Linked DNA regions of Mus musculus: region 1 is linked to region 2. Evidence: chromatin contacts called from public promoter capture Hi-C data. All regions are on one chromosome and are shown on one strand. Each heading gives the region's core, a stretch centred on a gene start, on an enhancer-like site or on the middle of the called end of the contact. The rest is flanking DNA. Distances are from core to core; before and after follow the strand shown. Region 1 has its middle 25 kb from the start of Tank. Region 2 overlaps Gm33436 (a long non-coding RNA gene).

Region 1 (6,806 bases), core at 898-3,397, 860 kb before region 2:
ACAGAGCATCTAGTATTAGCAAGATTCACAGTTCATACTTGTAATTCTCAGTAAATGATGAGATTAAAAAATACACACACACACACACACACACACACACACACACACACACACACACACACACATACACTAGCCTATTTGTAATCTTTAAGGCACAACAGCAGTAAGAGAGAAATAAGATGTAGAGAAAAGCTGCCAAGACAGGAAAACCATGGCTCTGGGTGCTTTGAGGACTTTAATAAAACAAGTCAGACTCAAGTGTGAGAGCTGACCATGGAAAACGGTTTAGTTTGATGCCCTGACGCTGCTGGGAGGACTAACTAGCTGAAGCTTGCAGAGTGACTTCAGGGTACTTTAATTTATCAGTTAGGTCTCTTTTAAATTTGATTGTATTTAGTAAGGTACCTGATCTGAGATAATCACAAGTTACTGTTACCAGGGGAAAGACTCAAGTAGAGCTAAATGGACAGAGTAATTATGTATGGGGTATGCTACTTCTCTGGCTGAACCTGGCTGTATTCATTTACCTCAAAGAGGAAACAAACATGAAGAGATGAATTGATTTTCTCAATATCAAGCTGACTGATGGTACTGACAGATTTGTAGGGCATTAAAGATCTGAGCTCCAAAGTGTTTGACCATTTGTGACTCTGTAATCTAAAGACGCTAGGAACCTCATATACACATGAACACACACACACACACACACACACAACCCCCCCCCCCACTCACACACCCAACACCACACCACACACTCCACATACAAATAGTAATAGTATTACTAAAAATAGTAAATATTTAAAGGAAGATGGTGCTGTCATTTGGAGACAGGAAGATCCCTTAGCCTTGCTGCCCAGTCAGCAAAATGATGGCTCCAGAAGATATTAGGGTACAATAATACTGACATCCTGTAGCTGATTAAAGCTCTCAGACTTGAAGCTTTAGTTTGCTTCAGACTTTTGTTTTTCTTTGGGTTGAAGATTTAATATGATGGTCTTTCTAAACTTTATAGCTCATTTTTGTTTCCTTTATTATAGTCAAGTCTCTTCAAATAGATAACTGGCAGAGAGTCAAATTATGTCTGATATATCTATATATATGCATATATATATGTATACACACACACACACACGCACACACACGGGTTTAGGTAATCATTTAAAAGTTTGTTCTTCTAGCATAAAGGTCTCCTTCATCCCTTGACATTAGTCAGTGTCCAACTAGGAGACAGAAACCATATGGTAATTTGAGAAGGACATTTTAGTATGGCAAATTATTCGATGTGGTATTCTACTAAGAGTTAGCAAAAATAATTTATGAGAATACCCCAGGTCTCTAAAAGAGCATCCAAATAAGGAACAAATGAGGGGAGAGACCTGCAGGAAGTGCTCTTGGTCCTTCATACCAAAAATGGTCTACATGTCGTTGGGTCAGCAGTGATTGCTTCCCAAGTGGAGAGGGACTGAGCCAGGTAAGTCAACTTTAGGGGTACCTGTGGGGTTCATTGGGAAGCAGTCAGCAGGTATAGTATTGAAGTTTCCCTAGAAGCCTCCCATACATAGACACTACAGCTTGGGGCAAATGTCCAGGCACCAGCCACAAGATAGGAAAAGGAAGCAAATGGAAAAGAGAAGAAAGAAAGAAAAGCTGTGTTTCATTTCTATGCCTCTGTAGCTGCCCATACTGCAAAGGAGAAGCATTTCAATGTTTCAGCCCCACCCCAAGCCCTTTGAAAAGCAAACAGCAGAGGATGGTCTTTGAGCAAAAGGACAGTACATGTGTATCTGGCACCCTTGAGTTTTTCTCTTTATCCTGGTATGCCAGCATTCAACAACAGCACTTATTTAGGTGAATTAGCTATATTAGTTAAAGTTGGAGAAACAAACATTAACTGTAATTTTTTTTTCAGGTACAGTTCCAAAAGTCTGATACTCCCCCAAATCATATGATATTTGAAATAGGTTGCCTCTCATCGTAATGTAAGAAAAATCTTGCTAGTATTGCTTTATGCTTCAGTCATCTATTCATAATCTAGCCATGCATACAAATGGAAGAAGATCGTTTGGTGCACGGACATGTTTTCTTAAGGAGTTACTTCAGCCCAAGTGGTTGGACCAGTTTGGTGTGTAGGCCCTGAGACTTTTGTAATTCTCTCAGGGTGGTTCCCACAGGCTGGGAAACGGAACTGCGAAATGAAAATGCTTTTGTAGGCTAAGGTGGACAGAGAAGACCTACAAAAGGTATATTTAAAGTCACTATGGTTCCTCTCCAGTGAAAGTCCAACACAAGGGGTTTTGCTTAATTCAAAAACCCCTGCGTCTGGTCTTTTGTGATCATCATTTTTATAATGACCTAAATCTGATCTCGTGTTGCTGATTTTGGCAGGTTTCCCACACTTTAATAACCCGTGTTCTCGAACTATTTCTATTTTACTGTGGAATTCAGTGGTCTGTTCTCAAGCCTGAGTGGACAGTCTGGGCCCTATTCTTGCTTCTCCCTTGTGTGAATTCTGTTCTTACTGCCTTGCCTTTACTTGCCCATGGGCTTTGTTCCACTGTGTCCACTCAACAGGAAGCACTCTGTCTCCGTTGTCACAGCGAGCCTACTAGTCACCAATCTGCAAGTCAAGTTTTTGAATTGAAAAGCCTTTTTAAAAACAGTCATTGATGCTGATTTTAAACCATAGTTAAAACATAGTTTTGCCTTCTCTATCAAGTTATTTCCTTCTGTGTTTAGATTTTATATTTATTTGTGTGTTTGTGCATTCGCGTGCGCATGTGTGTGCATGGCCATGTCCAGAAAAGGCATTGTGAACCATCAACTTGACATGGATGCTGGGAATCAAACTCCAGTCTTGCAGAAAAGCACCAAATGGTCTTAACAACTAAGTGCCTCCCCCTCCCGCCCTCCCCCCATCTCCTTTCTCTCCCCCAGATCCATTCCCCATCTGTTTCCCTTCAAAAACAAAGAGCAGGCCTCCCAGGGATATCAACTAACACGGCATAACAAATTATAATAAGCCGGGCGTGGTGGCGTACACCTTTAATCCCAGCACTTGGGAGGCAGAGGCAGGTAGATTTCTGAGTTTGAGGCCAGCCTGGTCTACAGAGTGAGTTCCAGGACAGCCAGGACTACACAGAGAAACCCTGTCTCGAAAAAAACAAAACAAAACAAAACAAAATATAATAAGACTAGGTACAAGTCTCACGTCAAGGCTGGACAAGGCAACCCAGTATCAGCGAAGAGTTCCAAGCACAAGCAAAAGAGTCAGAAATAACCCCAACGGTTGGAGTCCCACAAGAACACAACTGTAATGTGTACTCAGAGGGGGGCCCATGATTCAGTCTCTGGAGGGCCCTATGAGCCCTGCTCAGCTCTGCCCAGTGGAAGCAGCACTAACTCTTAAAAGATGGCAGAAATAAATCCTGACAGAGATTCAGGCTCTTGTTTCTACTCTTGGTCCTCACACTGTGTTGGCTGCTCATCTATGCAGCCTGCGTTGGATAAAACTGTCTGTGGCAACTTGACAGAGATGAGAGGTTTACGTTCCAGAAAGTCTGGAAAAAAAAATGTGAGTTTTTTGTTATTGTTACTGTTTTGTTTTTTGTCCAGCGTCAGACATTTCTTCAGCTGACGGGAAAGAAGCTTGTCATCCCTTAGATGTACTAGAGCCTATGAATGCGGACCCTGGGGTAGCAGAAGGAAGAGGGAATGGGCAAACAGACATGGAGGTGGACTTCTGGGATGGCGTGCTGCTTACTGCCCAGAGAACTAATGGGATGACATTCACAGTATGCTTGAGATTGGTACTGATTTTCAGTCTCTGCTTGGATCTTGAATGATGTGTACTGAGTCTCCCCACCACACTCCACCCTGCCAAAGCCCAGGTATTAAAAAGACGCTTTGTTCCCAGGATGGTGCAAATAGAAAATGGGGGAAATCCTGGGAGGTGTGGCCAGTGGGAGGTACTTGGGTCAGTGCCAGTGTGGGCGTGTCCTAAAAGAGCTTGTTAAGACCTTTATTGTATGATTGAAAGAAAGGTCTCTTTCTCTTCTCTCTCTCTTCTTTTTTTTTTTTTTTTTTTCCTGGACATGAGGGGTCAGTTTAGCTTTGTCACATGATCCAGATAGATATGTCACCCTGGGTATCAGTATTTAAAGTACTGCCCCCAGTTGGTTGTTTTTTTGCAGTCAACATTGCAAACTCTGTGACATTCTATGTCTTGAAAGACCTAAAAGGTGATCCAGTGAAGTGGCAGAACCAGTTCCACAGGGTTGTCCTCTGATCTGTACACGTTCTCTCTAGCATGATGAGCATTACCCACACCACCACAACAACAATAAGTAAAACAAAATAAAAAAACCTTAAAAGTCCTAAAAAAAAAAAGCATTTACATCCCACAAAAGCTGCTGTATTATAGCACAAATAAATGCTGTGTAAATGAATATGAAAATTACACAAAATATTTATTTGGAAATATTTTATGTATATTAGAGTATTTACAGATAATCTATTTATGCTGGAAATTAGGATAAGGGAGAAGCATAAATTCAAAACTCAATCTACCTATTTTTAGACCACAAATAAAATATTGTGTTGTCATCGTGTTTAAATTTTCTGTAGCAAACAGGCCCAGAAACTATAAATTGGGAGTAAGGCTCAGGAGGCCTGGATGTACGTTGTGACCTCCTGCTAGTGATTAACTGCTGTTGGAGCTGACGGCTGTGTGGGTGAAGGTGAAGTGGGTGTTAATGAGATTGCCTTGAAGTAGAGCAGTTTCAGAAAAGGCTAATCTTGGAAACATGGAGGTTCTTTTTATTACCTTAACACCTAGTTTGCAAATTTCAGTAAAAGGACGGAGCAGGAAGCTAACTTGTATCCTGTACCTTTTCTGGGATAGGCTATTTTCATTTTATTTTCTTAATTATCTTGCAAATTTGATATTTTTCAGGCGACAAGGCAGGCTCAGAGACAAGTGAACTTGGCCACAGTAAATAGCAGGTGAATTAGTTGTCAGGTGTGCAGTGAATGTTCTTTAGGGGAATGGAACCATGGGAATGAATATGTCTTACAAGGGAGACCTAGGGAACAGTGACCATCTGCATCACACTGGCTGTCTGCACACTGGAGAGGCGGAGAATTCACAGCCTGCTCATCCACAAGACTGGGTGCTTCAAGAATCTCAATTTGGTGCTGAAGGCTTGTAGGATCCTTGGAGAACTGCTGGTTTTCAGTCCATCCTGGCAGACTGAAGCACCTAGTTACTAATATCGACTAAGGATGACCATAGTAGCAGCAATGGGGCAGATACACTTACCAGGAAGAAGGAAAGTGGGCAGATGAACACAGCTCTTCCCACCCCACCCCACTCCCCTTAGTTCTTTTTGTATTTGGGTAGCCATAGGAAGGTGCTGTCCATTCTGGGACACAGTACTTCTGCCTCATTTAAGCCTCCCAGGAAACAGCCCCACAGACTCTCCCAGAGGCTTATCTCTTAGTTGATCCCAGACCTAATCAATTTGACAACAGAAGGCAACTAGTCCCTGACTCATGGGTCTATGGTCTTCATATACATACACTTTAGAGAGGCAGATGGGACTACTAACTTCCTTGTTTATCTCCATAAGAATACATCTACACAAGAAGATGGATAACAATTATTTTAAAATGGACAAATGAATGTTTTAAAACACACACACAGATCAAAACCAAGATGAAAAACCCACAAATGAACAAATGAGCTACATACAAAACACATTTTAGATAGATGTGTACCTCCTATCATGGCAGTGGCCCCTGCTCCGTTTCCCCTCATCTCTCACCACTCTCTTTCTATGTACTCTCTGCGTACTTAATTTTTCAGTATGCTGCGTCTTTCCCTGTGTGGCTGGAGGAGCCAATTTCTGGCCCAGCTGCCAGATACCCAGCAAAACTCTTAGCTGCAGATTCTGGCCTGGCAGTGTTAGAAATTCAGGCAGAGGGTCGGGTTAGTCCAATTCTGAAGACAGCTAACAAAGTCAATGAGATAGACGGTATTTGAACCTGTTTAAGTCCATGTTTGTAAGCGTGGAATAAAATTGTAAGTTCTGTTGAAGATTAGGAAAATAAAAACAAAACGAAACAAAACAAGGCAGGATGTTTACTCTCTGCTGAAGACAAGCAGTATCAATAGGACTTGTTTATAATAATAATAATAATAATAATAATAATAATAATAATAATAAAAACAAAATGGGATTTATGAGATTGGTTTACATGACTTTCATGGTTTAGATGAGGCTGGCCCCAAAGATCTCATAAGTTTGAAGATTTGATCCTCAATTGGTAGAACTCTTTGGGAAGGGTTAGGAGTGTGGCCTTGTTGGAGGTGTCTAGGACTGTGAACTTTGAGGTTTCAAAAAACTTGTGCAATTTCCCAGTGGTTGTGGATCAAGATGTGAGCTCTCAGGTTACTCCTCTCTCTGGTGTCATGGACTCTAACCCTTAAACTGTAAGCCAAACCAAATGCATTCTTTTATAGGTTGCTTTGGCCTTGGTGTTCTTTCACAACAATAGAAAAGTAACCAAGATAGTGAACAAAGGCTGAACAGTTGATGGTTGTAGGCCTGAAAACTGAAGCAACCGTTAGCTGCTCAGTCCTGGAAGCTGGCAATCGCGGAATGAGAAGGACCAAATGATACAGAGCTAGAGGGAGCTACCATTCAGAGGCTTAATAACCTGTGGAGGCAGTAGCCAAAACCATCACCTATTCAGTGAGAGTTGGGTAGAAATAGTTGTGCAGAAGCCTCCCACTTTTCTAGAGCCCC
Region 2 (6,616 bases), core at 2,943-5,442:
CCCTTCACTCTGAGGACTGAGGAAGAAGAGTATGCACCCTTAGCGACATTGCTGAGGAACCTTACTCTAGAATAGCCTCATTAGTCTTACCCTTCCTACCAGAAGCCACTGGGAAAGGCAAACCACTCCAAGTACCATTTAATGCAGAGCACATGGTGTGCTTTAATGCATTTGGTAGCCAAAGGAAACAAAAATGCTCCATTCATCGTTTGGGCAGCCTTCACAAGGTGCTTGTGCGTGCACGCGGGGTTAACACGCACAGGCTTCACACAGACCTCAGATACTCTGAAGTGTGCCAGCCAACTCCTCCACTCTGTGAATACTTACTGAACTGGCAATTGTGTCTTAGGTTCTGGGAATACAGCAGCAAACAAAACAGATGTGAATCTTGGCTTGGGAGTTTGCAGTCTAAAGGGAGGAGGCTGAGGCTGAACAATAGACACGATAAATAAGGGGAATACAGGGTGAGCTACAGAACGAGAGAGGAACACACAGCAGGACAGGAATGGGGAGAGGACTCTCCTTTACAGGGCATATGCTCATTAAAGTGACTTCTAAGCAACGGGTAAAAGGTAGAGAATGCCCGTGGCTGGGGAATATTTCACTTAGCCAGTGCAGAGGCCCTGATGCACAGGAAACGCAAAGGGTTAATGGACAAAGACAGAAAAATGAGGGTTTTGAGAGAACAGTGGCCAGACGGGTAGGCCCTCGGAGACTGATGTATAAAGTCTGCATTCTTCTCCAGGGCTCTAGGAACACACAGTGACACAACCCGACCTAGGGTTTAACAGGGCTCCACTTTGGCATTTGTGGTGAATTTCATTGTAGTTCAGATGAGACCACAAGATCACTTGCATTGATAACAGCCACTTCTGCTTCCTTCCTGGAAGTAACTCAGGATTGTTAGTCTTGGTCAGTTCCCGCTTAACTCTGCTGTGTCCCCTTGTCACACATCTCTGTCTCCCAGGAGCAAAGTCCCTTTATCGCATCCCCGTGGATCTCAGCATAGAGATGGCCAGAGAAGATGAGTCCCCTCGTTCCCCTGCAGACTCCCAAGAACTCAGCCTTCACCTAGCAAGATGCATTAGCACTAATTAATGAGCTCCTTTCAGTGTCTCTTCCCTGTGATTAATTCTGGGTCAGAGACAGAAAGCCCGTTCCATTATGGTTCTTTTAAAAAATTATTATTATTCAGGCTTCTAATACTGGCATGAACTGCGGGTGAATTTCTGAAGTCATGTTCCCTGGCTGTCACAACGAGTAATAGGAAAATTCAATTTATAAAAAAAATTAGGCGAGGCAGCAGAGGCATGCTTTTCGGTCTAGAACAAAGAAGATCAATCCTGGCACAATGGCAGCATGACATTTGTGGACTTTGAAGATTCCAGGCTTCCTCTTCATTAATTAGAGAGAATCAAGAGTTCTGCTGGTTAATTATTTGCAGAAAATCGTGCGCTGCAAAAGCAGATGCCAACTCACGGCTGCTCCAGCCAGCTGCAGCTCCCCCATGGTAATTAAGTACTGTGTCAGCCCCTGGCTACATCATCTCGTTGGCAACTGTACACTCAGATGGCCACTACCATCTAACACCCACCCCAGCCCCAATCGGGCAGAAGTGTGGTCATATGCTAGATTTTCTAACACAGAGTTATCAAGAGGTTAATAGTGCTCTGGGGGGGGGGGGGGTGCCCCCCCCCCACAGGTAGATCTTTCAAACACTAGCTACCACAATAGTTGAAAGCTCTGAGTCACCTACTCTCTTAAAGAGTATGTGTAGTGGGTCAAGAGATACTCCCATGTTAGGGCCAGTGAGTTCTCTTGCAGTGTAACACTGATAATAAATACATTGTGTTTCTAGTTTATAACTTAAATTCACAGTGATATATTGATACTAAAAGCTAGGGTCCTTTTCAGTTGCAAGGTAATAAATGCCCACAACATCAACAGGAAGCAATGTGGAAGCAGGTAAGGTACAAATAGTATTTTTTTTTTCTGTGAGCCTTTGGATCCCAGCCTCCTGAAATACAGGGGTGTCTTTCTAGACAGGTTTGAAGCAGTTTTCCCACTACTCAGACACTGACAGACAGGGCAGACACACAGCCACACTGCTTTTCTGTTAGCCCTCCTCAGCTTCTCTGGGTCCCCAAACCCAGCAGCAGATGCAGCATCAGACTCCAGGCCCAGCTTTGGAGTCTTGTTTATGGCTCTGACCATGTGGTGTAGAAATGCAGGGACACTGGCATCTGCCTGTATGATTTGAACTAGAGAACAAGAGGTGTACAAATGCAGTAATACGACTGTTGGGTGAGCACTGTGGCCAGGAGGCCAGTCTTTTATTAGAGCACACATAATGTTGGGAAGAGCACGGAAGGACAGTAACCTCAGAAAAGCCACCAGTGCTGTTCAAGGGAACAGATGCTTTCTGTCCACGTGCACCTGCTGGGGAAACAACCAGGATACAATGTTACCACTCTAGAAATAGACTGCGCCTAACTCAGCCCAAGCCCAGCCGGAGCATATTTATCACCACCAAGGCAGCAGACAACCCAGAGCCAAAACACTTATCTGTCTTCTCCATCAGTTTCTTGGAGGAATTTATCCAAAGGACCTCAAAGCTAGATCTAGACTGACCAGGGTATTTGATTGGCATTTGGAACCCTCTGACAATGAGGCGAGTAGCTGTCTTGCACGGTTTTCCCCAACGACCCAAATTGCCTGGGGTGTTTTGACATATGTAGTCAAAAAGACACTTGGGTCATTTCACAGCCCAGTTATTGAAAGTATTTTAAACTCTTTCTGCAGGCAACTAAGGTTGAAGGTTAACCTGGCCGACCTCAGATGTGTTCTTAAGTTACTCATCTCATCCAAAATAGAAGTTTGTAACATGCTCTGTCTACTGGACTGTTTCTCCGATTAGAGAAGTCTCTGTGTGTGAGGGGTGGGTGTTGAGAGAGGTGGAGGAAGGTGCTGGTGGTGTTCTGATGGCCCGCAGGATGCTGGAAGTGGCATGGTGTGAGCCCTGTTATTCTGTTCCTTAGCACTTTGGTGTGGTATCTGCTCAGGACTGGGCTGTTTGTTGGTAGTGTTTTTTGTGACACAGGGCATGATTCTTAGCTTAATGTGTTCACTCGGCTGGGCCAGAACACCCAGTTATTTCTTTAAACCCTGATCCAGATATTCCTGAGAGGTACTGTGTAGCTGTTACTGACATCTGCTATCAGCTAGTTTTAAAGATTGCTCTTGATAGCCTGGCTGGCTCACATTCCTTCAATCAGCTCAGGCCTTTAAAGCAAAAAAAGAAATCCAGACTCAAATCCATAGCACTAGCCCTGGTATTCCAAGCTTTCTAGGCCCCTAAGGAGTTTGGATTGGCCAGCCTCAAGAATTGGATGAGCCAATACTTTAAAACAAAACAAAACAAACAAACCCAAAACACCGGACAAACAACAACAAAACAACCACCACCACTACCCCACAGGCCTCTGTGTGTCTTGTGTATCTAAATTCACCCATTATCTGTAAGAGAGCCCTGCTATGTGTGGATAAACCCTGCAAGTCACTCATCCCCTGATCTATGTGCAGGGCGGTGTGCTAAGTGCTAGGTGTAATGACTGAACAGGCAGTCCCTGGTCTCAGGCAGTGCCTTAAGGCAGGGCAACAGAAGAGCCAGGTGTCCTGAGTACGAAGGCTCTGTGATGCTGAACGATGAGGAAGCAAGACCAGAGTACCAGGAGAAACACACCCTTGAGAGGAAAAAGCTGTCTTATCCACCTTATCTGCAGGTGACTTTCTTCAGAATTCCCCTTTCTGGTGTGAGAACATCTCTTCAACATGACCTCACTTCCTTTCCTGAAGGCGTGGGGTTTCCCTTCAGCCTGGAAGCTTCAGGAAAGGCCTGGTTTGGGTTCCTTGCTGAACACAAACACTTAGCATAGGCAGGGTGCCTAATAAGGGGACTCTCTTTGCAGAGAGTCTTGCCACCTTTCAAAAATAGGTTTTTAAGCTATGTTATCTTGTTCTTTTAAAAAGAAACACAAAGAAAGCAGCAAAGAAACAAGGCTATTGGAAGGGCTTAAGGGAAGGGAAGGGTTTGTTAGCCTCTCCCGGAAGCGAGTTCGGACAGGCTCCACCGGGCTGAGACCAGCTGTCACCAGGACTCCTTTCTGAGAAAGAACATGACCAGTCCTTTCCTCTTCCTCTGAGATGGGTGGGTAGTGCCACAAAGAGAAGAAAGAGCTCTGCTTAATCACCAAGACCTGTGTGTGCTGCCAGAGTTCAGGCAAAAGGGACTGAATCCATAGAACACACCCTGGGTGAATGGAAAAGAAGAGTCAGTTTCTTCCTGGAGACTCAGTTTTCAGTTGCTCTAAGACAGCCTTAATAAATATGATGCAAACCTATAAGGAGTATGATTTACAGATCACCTCCTAGAGTTTTGTAAGACCATTCTTGATAGTCCTAGAACCATTTCAATTTCCACTCAGAAGCCCCAGCACGGCAACCCTGCAGTTTCCATGATTTCAAAGCAGCTCTTGTCTGAGAACTTCCACAGCCTGCCACCAAATAATGCCCTCCACAGGAGCATCCTTTCTCCAATCTCTCAGGGACTCCCTCCCACCCACTGGCCCACTACAGGACCACATGAGAGAGAGCTCTGACCAGACTGCTAGAATCCCTCCACAGCCTCCCTTTCTCCTATACCCACTTCCTCTTCATCTCCCCCTTGCCCAGTTTGAGCTGACCTGTAATTCAGGTATAATGTCTGTCTACAAGTGTGCTGCTCTTTGGAAGATTATAAACTACTTAAGATCCTTAAGAGCTATGACTTTTCCACTCTGCAGCTTCTGCTGTTTCTAGGGCACCAACACAAATATAGGAGGTGCAGCCATTACAGCCGACACCAACATGAACGAACATAAGAGGTGCAGCTGTTACAGCCGATACCAACAAGAACATAAGGGGTGCAGCTGTTGCAGCTGACATCTGGAGAGGTGATGGGGAACAACAGGTGGTTCGCCTGGAGTCCTGGGCCTAACCCAGGTGACCTGACTCAGATAAAAGCCATCTCATAAACTGCAGTTCATATTTTATAGCACACCACAGCCTACAGTCTATGTGAGCATTTCAGTTGATCTTTAAAAATATTTTGAATTATTATTTATATATGAACTGGGCAGTGTGAAAATCCAAGGCTAATAGAGGCCATGGCAGAAATAGGAGAACTGCAGGTCAGACCGGCTCTGCGGGCTCCGTGGCCTGGCTTCTCCTTGTCCTTTCCAGGTGCCTCCAAACTTACACTGGGGACTGAGCCTTACTTTGGGTCCATGTGTTTCCCAAAGGAGACTCAGTACCCACTGCTCCCACCCCAAAGCCCCTCAGGAATCATGAGATGGCAGACACATACATCCGTGCTAAACATCTGCTGACATCGTTTTCCAGGTCTTGCAAGTTTCCCCTGTTTTCACAATTCAGATATTTGCCCATGAATTAACAGTTGGTTCCTCTGCTGAAAATTATCTACCCACTTTTGAGGGAGAGTCCATGAGCCAGTACTGATGCTCAGCATGATGAAGGGCAAGCCAAGCGACCCTGTTTGTTTCCCCTTGAGGGGTTCTCTGTCATCTGAGTGATGTAGACACCTGGGAGGGCTCTGCCACCCACAAGTGCTCTGGCGATGTCCTAGCCATGGATGCCACCATCATTTAGCAGCCTTCGTACTAAAGACACAGACAACGAGGGGGTCCAGCTACTTCACACTTCAGCTTCTCACACTGCTCAAACTGAGACCAGTGCTTTATAAAATAAAAGTGGTGGTGGTGGCTTACAGCTTTGAAGGCTGAGAGTCCTAGCTCAGGCAAGAACCTTAGGTGACCTCAAAACTTGGTAGATAGCATCACCCAACTCAGTTTATGCTGACGAAGCCAGCAGAAGAGAAGTCATGAGGTGGGAAAGACTGAAGGGGGACCAGGATCCCTTGGTAACAGCTGCGCTTGTGGTGACCAATCCTGTTAGAGAACTAGTCGGCTCTTACGGGAAAGAGTATAAATCCTTCCCAAAATGAGGTCCCATGACATCATAGTCCCCCTGGCCCCACCTAATGCTGTGACTCTTTAATACGGTTCCTCATATTGGGATGACCACCAATCACAAAATTATTTTCATTGCTATGTCATAACTATAATTTTGCTACTGTTAGGAATCGTAACGTAAATATCTGCTATGCAGAATATCTGATATGTGACCCCTGCAAAAAATGTTAGTCAACCTCTAAAAGCAGTTGCAACCAGCTGTACTGGCTTAGCCAGTACAAAGTGGAACAGTCCTCTGAGCGAGGAGCCAGGCTGATTATAGGGAAGATAGAAAGAAGATGCAAGAGACAGCTATGGGAGGGATGTAGGTCATTACCACACCAGCAGCAAGTCTATTTCTCATAGCCTTCAGTACTCTGGGAAGCAAAGCCACAAGCTAATAGAAACAATTTTGCTAAAATGTACAAAAGACATTGTTCCCATCCCCCAAACCTCCCTGTTCCTTCCACTAAGAATCTTCGGCCCCTTACCTTGGGCCTCAGGTCCACCTCCTCTTATCATTCCATGCCTTGGCAGGTCAGGATATC

The links. Promoter capture Hi-C pulls out the DNA fragments that hold promoters and counts their contacts.
Region 1: a promoter capture Hi-C map of liver shows a contact between it and region 2, with 4 times the contacts expected there. The contact joins two enhancer-like sites. A contact is called at or near these places in 13 of 39 promoter capture datasets (the 3T3-L1 cell line, 3T3-L1-derived adipocytes, the C10 cell line and 7 more) and 2 of 9 other capture datasets (adipose tissue and macrophages).

The regions. Positions count from the first base shown.
Region 1 is chr2:61,564,697-61,571,502 of GRCm38.p6, reverse strand. No RefSeq gene overlaps it. Among named protein-coding and RNA genes, the nearest start is that of Tank, 25 kb to the left of the region's middle. Within about 2 kb of position 2,147, at least 5 of the 459 cell types and tissues checked have an H3K27ac peak or open chromatin away from gene starts, as enhancers often do.
Region 2 is chr2:60,708,872-60,715,487 of GRCm38.p6, reverse strand. All of the region lies in intron 2 of Gm33436 (a long non-coding RNA gene), which reads right to left. It also overlaps a transcript of Itgb6 not described here. Among named protein-coding and RNA genes, the nearest start is that of Gm33436, 20 kb to the right of the region's middle. Within about 2 kb of position 4,192, at least 36 of the 459 cell types and tissues checked have an H3K27ac peak or open chromatin away from gene starts, as enhancers often do.